4 separate regions of the Zea mays genome follow, and regions 1, 2 and 4 are each linked to region 3. The links are chromatin contacts, called in public Hi-C maps. All regions are on one chromosome and are shown on one strand. The core of a region is the stretch at or near the end of the contact, and the rest is flanking DNA. Distances in the headings are between cores, read along the strand shown. Region 1 holds the start of LOC103653855 (SNF2 domain-containing protein CLASSY 3). Region 2 holds the start of LOC100501120. Region 3 holds the start of LOC103653854 (probable serine/threonine-protein kinase PBL19). Region 4 holds the start of LOC100384180.

Region 1 (2,700 bases), core at 23-2,522, 190 kb before region 3:
CCCACATCCTCCTCATTATCACTCAAAGCAGCAGAGTCTTTGCCCTCCTTGTCCTCGCTATAGCCATGGCTATCCTGACTGCTCCTTCCTTCCAGAGCCTCGTCCTGCTCACTCTCTTGATCTATGACATTGCCAGCCACGTTGACGTCGTCATAATCATCATCCACCTCCATGAACTCCACATCTTCCACTCTTGTCTGCTCCTGCATATGCTTTTCGTCCTCCCCCGTGTCCTCGGACGACACTCGAGCAGAGTATGTAGCACACTGCACTCTCCCCTGCTGACGCGACCTTAACCGGATCCGCGACCCAACCGTTGCACTCCCTCCAACCAAGTTGGCCGGTGCCGCACTAGTGCTCCTCTCTCTTCTCGTACCCCCTCCACGCCTCGTCTTTCCCGGTGCACCCCTGGCCTTCTTGGTCGAACCCGACCGGTCACCCACGCCTCCTCTGCTTAACTCGCTACTACTCACATTCCTGGAGCTCCCGGCGTCTTCGGCCATCCACGACGTGCGACGACCAGCCCCTGAAGCGCTCAAATTCCGGTCCAACGCGTGAAAGTCGCCAGCGCCGGACGATCCTCTCTTCCGCTTCCTCTTCACGTCGGAGCTTCCGGGGGGCACACCCGACACCATGGCGCGCTTCGCCTTCGCTGAAAGAACCCAATCGGAAGCCTCGTCCTTGACGCGCCTCACGCGCCGGAATCGGGAACCGTCATTGTCTTCGTCGGAGATGGCGATAATCTCGGGCTGCTTCCGAACCGCCGCGGGGACCGGCGACGGCGAGGACGGCGCGCGATGGCCTTGTACCCGTAGCGAGGTAGGCAGCGCCCCAGGACGCACCGGGTTGGAGCCCACATCGTCGACGACCTCTGGTTTGACGAGCTTCGAGGCCTCGCCCGCGGAGGCGATCGCGGCGCCACCAAGCTCGCGCCCGGCTTGGCGGCCGGTGCCGTCGTCTTCTTTGTCGCTATCGAGGAGGATGATCACGCGTGTCATGGTGCGGCTCCGCCCGGCCTCTGTTGATGGCGGCGCGGGCATCGACGGAGGTGGGGGGGACGAAGCGGCGCAGCGCGGTGAGCGGAAGAGGTGGTTTTGCTCTCGATGGGTGGGTTTCTGTGCAGGGAGCGCGCGTGTAGAATAGGAAACCAGAGCTGGGAAAAGGAAACGTTCTCGCCGCGCGCTTTCGACCCCATCTGTCAGGGTCGCTACAGAGTATCAGACTATCTCGAGCAGCGTATCTCTCCTAGCCTACTATGGACTCTTTGGAGCATACTCATTCTAAGTGATGAGTTTCAATGCACTATTTTTAATGCTATCATATAAAATTTAAACTAGGTAACCGTGTATGTATACGGTACGTTTGGTTCAGCTTTTTAAACTTATTTCTGAAAAAGCAGAAACTGAACCAAAGGAGTTCAGCTTTTCTGCAGCTGCATTAAAAAGCAGCTTTTCTGTAGTACACATTTCAAAGTAGCATGGACTCTGCTTTTGCTGGTTATCCAAGTTTATTATATTAATAAATAGATGTGACAAATAGAAATAAAATATGTTTTTAAAATAATTAAGTGTTATAAGAAATAAAATAAATATTTTTAATAAAAAATTATTAAAAATAGAATTACAAAATTGATTTATATATAAAAATATCAGAAACACCAATATAAAATTAATTTTAAAATTAGATATATTCATTAAGTGATATAGTAATACAAAGTACATATAAACAATATGTAGTTTGATTATAGTAGATAACTCACATCAGTTTGAACCAAACAATTTTCAGCTTTTTTCTCATAACTTTTTCACAGCAGACAACCCAAAGCTGAACCAAACGCACCCATAGTCTACCATCTCATATGAAGTTATTTCTATATCTCTTCTCATTATTGTACCGTCATGTCACCAAGTGTAATAATGTGTCACCACATTTAACGAGTATGAAACTCTCATTGAGAATAGCCTTAAGGTGCCAAAAATAACCATATATTTTGGGTTATTTGGTTTGCTGCCACAGTTGCCACAATTTGCTACGTCTAAGGTTAAGCAAGTTTGACCAAGTTATACATGTGTTTGATTTGTATCTACAGTTGTGGCAAAAAATTTCTCCTGCTGCTTAGATCCCACTTGTCAATGACTTATAAAAGTGTGGCAATATTATCTTAAACGGGACAAACTGTGGCTTAGAATTTGAATGTCTAACCTAACTAACCTTAGGTGTGACAAACTATGACAAGTGAGGTAAGGAACTAAATAGGCCCTGAATTCCATTCAAAACTGTGGAGTAGAACCATGGATAGTGGCCAACAAAAACATTGTAGCCTACAAACGGTCACAAGGAATCAAGATTTTGATAACATATGAAAATATATTTTGCACCGTATACACGTAGTGAAATAGACTACAACCAACGCATTGATGGCTACCAGTGTAATTCAAGTAGTGGGACAACATCACTGTTTGAGACATGTGAGTCTTTTCTTTTATTGTAGACTGCAACAGAGAAGAAGACTGGAACAAAAGAAGAGGGCTCACATGGTCATAACATGAGAAGCAGCAGCGCTAAGTACCTGCCAGCATCAATATTGAGATATGTGAGCCTCATCAAGGTTCAGGCCTACACTTATGTCAGTCGTCTCTCAGCGATATAGAAGAAGTAATTGTTAAGGGAACTGTTTTAGCTTAATTTTGCGGTAGCAGA
Region 2 (2,700 bases), core at 129-2,628, 250 kb before region 3:
TCATATGTTCTGACGAATCTGTTAGCTGATTGTTGATGCTTTTATTCCGTACCCTATGGCAATAACTTACGCATGAATTTAGCCATCCCAATTATAATTTTTGAGCTTATATTTCCGGATTCTGAGAAGGCAGCAGAATTTTTGAGATTACAGTATCAGAGAATTTTGATATGAGATCAGAGAAGGCAGCAGTGTCTATCCTATTTCTTAGACCGATTCTGCGTCTGTTTTTTATTGTTTTGGTCGGTAAGCACAAGCGTTGGATGCCAGTAACGGTGGATTTGGCTGTACTCCATCAATGCTCAAATCCATGATCCATTCTGAAATCAGGCAACAGCAGAAGTTCAGTGATCCGGCCAATGTCAAGCTGTCCGTTGGTTTTCATCCTCCACCAAAGCAGAGCATGTAACATGCATGATGATTCTGAACACTCACTGATTGTTAAGTTTTTCAGCTTCATGAACATGTCATTGTACTTGGTGGGAGAGGCTACAGTAAGTTCGGTGAAGTAGCGTAAACAACTGGATAAAGTTTTTAGGAAAGCCGCATGGAGGATTAACATATTTATAGTGTTAACAATGGGACCTATGAAGATCTACAACAGAATTTACATCATACAGTCTATTCACTTGGCTTTTAATCCGTACTCTGTTGGTTGCTTCTACAGAGATTGCAGATGAAACAGTCCACACAAGCTGGCTTTTATCCATAGAAACCAGTTAAATTCTTCAAACGAACCTCGCATGTTCTTATAAAATCTTCCCACAAAGCCTGCATACTCTTACAAATCCTTCAAATAAAATAAAATTTAATAATTAAAACTATAAAACCAGGGTAACAACAGTTAAACAGATTTCAAAGCAAAATTATCTGGCATTATTGTGCCCTCAGACATCCAAGGAAGGAATTAGCAGCATTAGCTCTCAAGCCTGGCAGGGCGAAAGCTCTTAGGCGGCAACTGCGAATGTAGAGAAACAAGCCTTGACTTCTATCATCATCGGGCACACCATACACAGATTAGTCTGTATGGTTCTCGAAGTTATTCGGCCAAATCAAATAACAAATCTTACGCAGAAAAACTTACTGTTGCTTTGCACCATAAGCACCAACTGGAATTAAGAGAAACAAACCACAAACAGAAATATGTATGGCTCAGACATCCAAGGAAGGAATTAACAGCACTAGCTCTCAAGCCCGGCAAGGCGAAAGCTCTTGGGCGGCTACTGCGAATGTTGAGAAACAAGCCTTAGCTTTTTCATCATCGCCATACACTATGCATCCAAACAAAATTCAAAAAAAATGGCGCATGACATTATAATCACATTAACCGGCCCTGCGGACAGATAGAGAAGCAGTCCCAGGTTCCTATCAACACGTGAAACGTTAAAAAAAACTTCGTTTCGGCCCAATCATAGCATCTCTGGTCAATGCCGTGGTTAACAGAGACGTGGCATCAGGCCCAAATTCCATTTCATTACAGTTCACAAACTGAAAGGTATTGAATAGTTGCTCTAATCCCTCAGAGACCCGATTTAAATCACACACCACAGCCAGAATCCAAGAACCACAGATGGGTGCTCCATCCCAGACCAAACCACAAAGGTTATGGTCGGAGGATAGACACCTGCAGCCGGAGGAAGCAGCTGTTGCTTACAGTGTCAAACGGCACTTCCTATCGGTCGGTCTTGAGATCCTCATTGGGATTATTGGACTGCAACTACGTCTACACGATCAGATTTAAGTATGATACGTATACACTTAATATGCCTCAGAAAGCCAGACGATTTTCGTCACGAGTAAATCTGACGGTAATTCCAGATGTAATAGCTAATCATCATTGGCTTATGTACAGATCAGGTGGCAATGCAAGGTTGTAAAGATAACTATCTCGAGCAATCAATGCTGAAGACCAGAGAGACAAAAACGAAAATGAAGGGCAGAATCATGGAGTGGTTGCAGTACCATCAGCAAAGAATTGCCTTCTCACTCACAGTGCTACCAGCATTGTGTCAGAAGGTGTCCTAAGATTGTTCTGATGTTTCATCATTTGATACAAAGGGTAAAAAAAGGACAGTTCAACGACACAACGTCAAAAGCACCGAGAGAGACCAAAACAATGAAAACCATTACAGCAAAAGATGTCAAGGATTCAGATGCAGAGATGTCCGTGCATCACACGCTCGGCAGAAGCCGGCATCGGATCAAGTGTTGGATTATGCATCAGTAGATCTTCACCATCCAAAGCCAAAATACGGACCAAGAAAAACAAACAAAACAAGATTGGAGATCTGCTGTTACTCAGTGGTGGCAATAAGGTTATTGGTTCGATTCTGCCGGCAAGTGTCCTCACTGCTTTCAGAAGAGGGAGCTTGGTATCCTCATCGCAACAATATGTTCCACCCTCCGATGGGGAAAAAAAGCAAACGGGGATTTCATGTAGAGAGAAAATATTCCGAATAGCAAATAAGCAGAGAAAAATTAGATGGCTCAGTTCAGCGGGAAAATCGGCATACAGATCGATCTCATGTAGAGAGAGACCTGTGATTTGGTCTGTTGAGCTTGAATTTTACCGAGTCGTCACTGCCATCTCACTTGATACAAAGAACTGCTTACGACGAACAGAAAGAACGATGCATCCACCATTATCCGGATGTGTTCTAAGCCTAGAGCCGGCAGATCTAGCTTGACGTGGGATGGAAT
Region 3 (2,700 bases), core at 89-2,588:
TCCCCCGCGGCACGGTCGGTCCGAGCCCAAGGTCGGGCGAGGCGGAGACTCCTCCTGAGGCCGAGCCCGGGGTCGGGCGAGGACGTGATTCCTCCCGAGGTCGAGGTTGAGGCCGAGCCCTGGGGTCGGGCGAGGCGGAGACCACCTTCCGAGGCCGAGGCGGGGGCCGAGCCCTGGGGTCGGGCGAGGCGGAGACCTCCTCCAGAGGCCGAAGCGGGGGCCGAGCCCTGGGGTCGGGCGAGTCGGAGACCTCCTCCTGAGGCCGAGGCCCTAGGTCGGGCGATGCGGAGCTCCCTGTTGCGCCTGAGGCTGAACTTAGCTGTCGTTAGCCTCACCCTGGCGGGTGGCACAACAGTCGGAGCGGGGCAAGCGGCGCTGTTTTCCTGTCAGGTCGGTCAGTGGAAGGGCGAAGTGACTGCGGTCACTTTGGCCTTGCCGACTGAGGAACGTGTGTCAGGATAAGGTGTCAGGCGATCCTCACATTGAATGCGCCTGCGATACGGGTCGGTTGGTGAGGCGATCTGTCCAAGGTTGCTTCACTGCGAAGCCTGCCCGAGCTGGGCTTCGGGCGAGTCGAGGGTGTGTCCGTTGCTTGAGGGGGCCCTCGGGCGAGGTGTGAATTCGTCTAGGACTTCTGTTTCCGTCCAAGGCTGGGCTCGGGCGAGGCGAGATCGCGTCCCTTGAGTAGACGAAGCCTTGACCTAAATCGTGCCCATCAGTCTCTGTAGCTTGCGCTCATGGTGGTTACCAACCGCGTTTAGGAGTGTTGGGGTACCCCTAATTATGGTACCCGACAAACGGATTGAACCCTAGCGAGTTTAAACTATGTATAATCTATCAATTTAAATTAATGGTTCAAATCGTTGCCATTTACTCTCTTACCCATTCAAATTATATAAATAACTAGTATTATTTGTACCATCTTTCTCTCTCATCCCTCTTAAGTCACTACCTCGTCCCTTCCCTATGACTCTGTCGCCATCAGTCTCTTCTCTCCTTATGATCGTAGCGTTTAGTACAAATATTAAGGCTTGTTAGTACGTGGCTAACTATGTCACGCTTTAGCTAAAATTAATTATCTAAATTAAAGAACTAATCTTATACATAAAAAGTTAGATAAAGTACGATAAGGTAGGCAACAAACTAAACAAGTTCTGGTAAACCATAAGGGCTCGTTCGGTTCTACCCCAATCCATATGGATTGAGGGGAATTTAGAGGGTTTCAATCCCTAGTAAGTCAAAATCTCTCCCAATCCGTATCAATCCCCTCTAATCCATATGGATTGAAAATAACCGAACGAGCCCTAACCCGGCAGCGTAGAGATTGGATAAGACGACCATTTGAAGAAGTCAAAAGTACGCAGTTGGGGGGCGAGGGTTGATTGCAGTTTGCAGTTGCATCCCCACCAATCTCCTCTTCCGTCGCTCTCCAAGAACCTTTGGTTTGACTGCTCCTGATTTCTTATCATTTCCTGCACAGGCTTACGAGCGTGATCTACGCTTCCATTTACCTCCGTCCCTATCAGCTTCCTCGCTTCCCTATGCCTACGAGAAAGAGAGAAGCGTGGGCTAATTCCTCTGTGTTTCCCAGCTTCCTGTTCACCATGGACTCGAGGGAGTGCATCGTCCCGTCAAACAATCCTGCTCCAATCTTTTGACGTCTTCGCTGGGCCTGTGCCGCCTCCCCGTACCCGCCGTTCCTGCACCGTCAAACCGCCAGCCAAGAGTCCATTTTTTTTTCTTATCAAAAGTTTGCGTTTGATCGGTTTCGTTTCTAAGAGCTGCGCGAGATGTCCTTGTTCCGGGAAGGGAGGAAACGAGAGGCTCTGTTCCTGTCGCGATTGTTGGAGGACCTCACCATAGTTTGAGGCGGTGAGGTGGAGGCGATAGAGAAGACGAGACAAGAAGCAGCCGCCAGGAGCTGAGCTGAGGCCCTGCCGCCGTCTTGCCCCAACTCCAAGCGATGTCTTGCTTCCGCTGCTTCAGCGGCTGCAGGACCAAGAGGGGCAAGGGCGAGAAGCGCCGGGAGGGGTCGACGGCGCCGGCGTCCCCGGCGGCCGCCTCGTTCCCGTCCACCGTCTCCACGGGCGCGCCATCCAACCTCACCTTCTCCACGGCGTCGTCGGCCGTCGTCACGAGCCACTCCGAGGACTCCAGCGCGGTCATGCGGCCGGAGGCGACCAAGTCATCGGGCTCGGCCTCGGTGTCGTCGGCGCGGAGCATCCCGGAGCTGTACGAGGAGAGGGGAGCCAGCAGCCTCCGGGAGTTCGGGTTCCGGGAGCTCCGGGCCGCCACCAGCGACTTCAGCCGCCTGCTCAAGGTCGGCGAGGGCGGCTTCGGGAGCGTTTACAAGGGCGTCGTCCGCCTTCCTGGCGGGCCCGCCGGCGGCACGGTAGTTGCCATAAAAAAACTCAATCCCAATGGTCATCAGGTATGGTCGTGTGGATCGGTGGTTTCTTGGCTCACCTGTGTCAATACCATCTTGTCGTTGTTGATCACGAATTCGTCAGCATTTTTACAGCATATTTGCCTACCATATACATTATCTCCCTCTGTGTGTGGGTGAAATGGACCGTACCTTGCATGACTCTGTACAATTCATTTCGCTAATGGGTCTGTGAAGTATCTATCATTTTGCTATCCCTATTTCATTTCAGAAGTTCAAGGTTATCTCATTCTGGCATATCTATCTGCATCCAA
Region 4 (2,711 bases), core at 185-2,684, 190 kb after region 3:
GCGGGTGCAGAACATGAGAGGTCACAATCTCACCTTCTCGTTGTCCGGTGGACCGCAAACTTACATCTATCTATTTCTAAGTGCTTAATTACGCCGTTTCCAATAACGAGCCCTGAGAAGGTGTTTTTTGGACCTCGTGCATAAGGTTCTCTGATACATCGTGGCTTGAGCTCGCTATGAAAACGACCTTATTCCGTGAGGGCCTGCTGTTGGGGGGAAGGCCTTCATCGTCGAAGGACTATGAAGTATTAGCTTCATTAAAAAGCAACCTTAAGTAAGCATATTCATCTTCGTCATCGACCCGAAGCTGATAAAAGGACGAAGTTAAGAATATTCAAGTATGCGGGAGCGTTAAGCCAACCAAAGCTGAAGGAGGAAGCTTCGGATGATGCATGACAGTTTATGAATCGAAGAAGCTAAAGAATGCAGAATACATGATCAGCAAGATACAAAGATGGAAAAGTACAATATTACCCTCATGATATTTGTGGTTGACATGTATATGGTTGGAGGACATGTTTGTAATTTCATACAAAGTTGTACCTCACGACTATAAATAGAGGAACAACGTCATGCGTAACGAAGCTTTTTGGATCAGAGTGACTACGAAGTTGTACTTTTCTCATGTCTTCGTGCTATTCATTGAAAGGCCGAAGGTACAAGTGTAATCATTTAATGTATTATAAAAGAATATAAACAAAGTGATAACACATTCAAATGAGTAATCCATTTACTTTTCATGAGTTATACATTGTTTCTATCAACACATTTTCATACTTTCTAGCTTCTTTTTTGAATTAATCTTTAAAAAAGGGTTAAGTGAAGAGAGAAACTCGTAATGTCTTGCCTTGTTTTTTTGGTATCTTCTCAAGAGCCAAAAACAAGTGACCAACATATATAGTCATAACCTCATGGGTGGACACAAGTAATCTCCGTAGGTATAGTTATATAATCATTTTCTCTACTCGATTCAAATCTGATCCATTGTCATCCTTAGACAAGATGAAACTAACTTAGGCCTCGTTCGGCTTTGACGGAACGATATGGAACACGGCCGATTCCATCCGGAATTATTTGATCTGGATTTAAATCAGAACCAATCTAAAATGGTTGTTCGGATAGACCTGTTCTATAATGAAACCAAGCCATTCCAGAATGAAACCAGACATTTTTACCCACTCAACGACTTGGATTAGAGCCACACCTATAATCACCTGGAATCAAACCAAATCAAGCCTTTATAGGTTTTAGTGAAACACCCGAATCCACTCTATCGGGCTTAGATTGAAAAAATATACCTGTCTTCAAGTTGGAACAAAGGAACGCGGCCTTAACTTATGAGGTGAGGCAAGCGGCAAGCCAACGAATGTGCGTCTACCACCGATGATAGTATAATACTTGGCTCCTCCGTGCCCCCACACACGTGACGAGAGACAGTCAGACAGCAGCTCGAACCTCGAAAAGCAGGAGAGTCCAAAGCCGAATGGACAACTGGCAACAAATCAACAGAGCCACAGAGGAAATGAATCCGATAGCCACCGCCGCCCTCACGCCATCCTCATTTTTCGCCTCAAACCGCCGCTTCGCCCCTCGCCTCCGCTCCGTCCTCCCCGCCGCTGCCATGTCTTACGCCGCCGTATCCGCCTCCGCCCCAAGCCCCAGCTCCGGCACTGGGGAACAGGTGAAGGCGGCCCCGCTCCCGCACTCGACCCTCGAGATCGCGGGCGCCCGCCGGGGCCTCCTCTCAGGCTTCGCCAGCCTCCGCGCCCCGTACCGTGCCTTCCCCGTACTCGCGTCGAACCGACACGTCGAGACCATCTTCGCTGCGCTCACGCGATCGCTCCCCGCCGTTAAGCTGCGGCGCGAGTGCCTCCGCGCCCCTGACGACGGAGCCGTCGCGCTCGACTGGGTCTCTGGCGACGACCGTGTGCTTCCGAATGATGCTCCGGTGCTTATACTCTTGGTACGGTGCTCCTTACCCGCTCGGCGCTTGCGGCCCATTGCAGAACTGACTGCACTGCACACGCAGGAGGTGTAGTGCGTGCTCTTTTAAGCGAATAAGCGTCAATGATGTCTGTGGTTATGGCTTCGTTTATCTTTGGAATTGAGGTTATGAGATGCGAATGAGCTCATATGTGTAGTGTAAATCAATGTCAATGCTACCTACAGCATGATGTGACGAAATTAAAATTTTATGGTCTATTTTGGAAATGTTAGTATATTCTAGCAGGGCTGCAAGCGATCTACAGCTCATTTCAGTTTGGGGGAGCAAAATGAGTTAGCTGGGAGTTTTAGATGGTACCTCACCATCAGACAGCCCGTGGCTTGAATGCAACTTGCTTAATTGATATGTTACAATTGGTGTCCTGGCGGCACAAGTGCATCAAGTGAGCAACAAATAGAAATGCTAGAGATCACTGTTATGAGTTTTTGACGAAATAGGTGTTTGGTTCCAATTGGATAATCTGTTTATATTGTGTAGTCTCAGCATATTCACATGATGAACCAACGTCCATACCATGCTAACAGGATCAGGTCTGGAACATGTTTCAGCACTTGTGTTCTTCAGCTCGATGTAGAGTGCGCAAGTTTCATCCAAGGATACAATTTCTTATAATCGTTTGGAATTGAGTTATAGTTGAAATTCACTATAAGATACAAATGAAATTAAATGACCACAAAAGAATTTTCACCTGAAGCAAAGCAAAAGG

Evidence for each region. A called contact is a pair of places that touch in the nucleus more often than the background predicts.
Region 1: a contact with region 3 is called in a Hi-C map of leaf, with 6 times the contacts expected there. The contact joins the promoter of LOC103653855 here to the promoter of LOC103653854 in region 3. A contact is called at or near these places in 6 of 25 Hi-C or Micro-C datasets (ear, leaf, seedling and 1 more).
Region 2: a contact with region 3 is called in a Hi-C map of leaf, with 7 times the contacts expected there. The contact joins the promoter of LOC100501120 here to the promoter of LOC103653854 in region 3. A contact is called at or near these places in 2 of 25 Hi-C or Micro-C datasets (both in leaf).
Region 4: a Hi-C map of leaf shows a contact between it and region 3, with 1.8 times the contacts expected there. The contact joins the promoter of LOC100384180 here to the promoter of LOC103653854 in region 3. A contact is called at or near these places in 3 of 25 Hi-C or Micro-C datasets (ear and leaf).

What each region holds. Positions count from the first base shown.
Region 1 is chr4:156,130,190-156,132,889 of Zm-B73-REFERENCE-NAM-5.0, reverse strand. It overlaps LOC103653855 (SNF2 domain-containing protein CLASSY 3), which reads right to left and starts at 1,272. Exons shown (of 4, transcript XM_008680667.2): 1 at 1-1,272. The coding sequence starts at 1,040.
Region 2 is chr4:156,195,096-156,197,795 of Zm-B73-REFERENCE-NAM-5.0, reverse strand. It overlaps LOC100501120, which reads left to right and starts at 1,378. Exons shown (of 1, transcript NM_001195931.1): 1 at 1,378-2,700. The coding sequence starts at 2,139. The coding sequence ends at 2,687. LOC111591453 (small nucleolar RNA snoR2/U65) reads right to left here and starts at 1,460; the gene lies at 1,311-1,460. LOC111591496 (small nucleolar RNA SNORD14) reads right to left here and starts at 1,267; the gene lies at 1,149-1,267. LOC111591493 (small nucleolar RNA SNORD14) reads right to left here and starts at 1,003; the gene lies at 884-1,003.
Region 3 is chr4:155,942,406-155,945,105 of Zm-B73-REFERENCE-NAM-5.0, reverse strand. LOC103653854 (probable serine/threonine-protein kinase PBL19) reads left to right here and starts at 1,338. Exons shown (of 4, transcript XM_008680666.3): 1 at 1,338-2,431. The coding sequence starts at 1,964.
Region 4 is chr4:155,753,262-155,755,972 of Zm-B73-REFERENCE-NAM-5.0, reverse strand. It overlaps LOC100384180, which reads left to right and starts at 1,434. Exons shown (of 9, transcript NM_001321804.1): 1 at 1,434-1,963. The coding sequence starts at 1,484.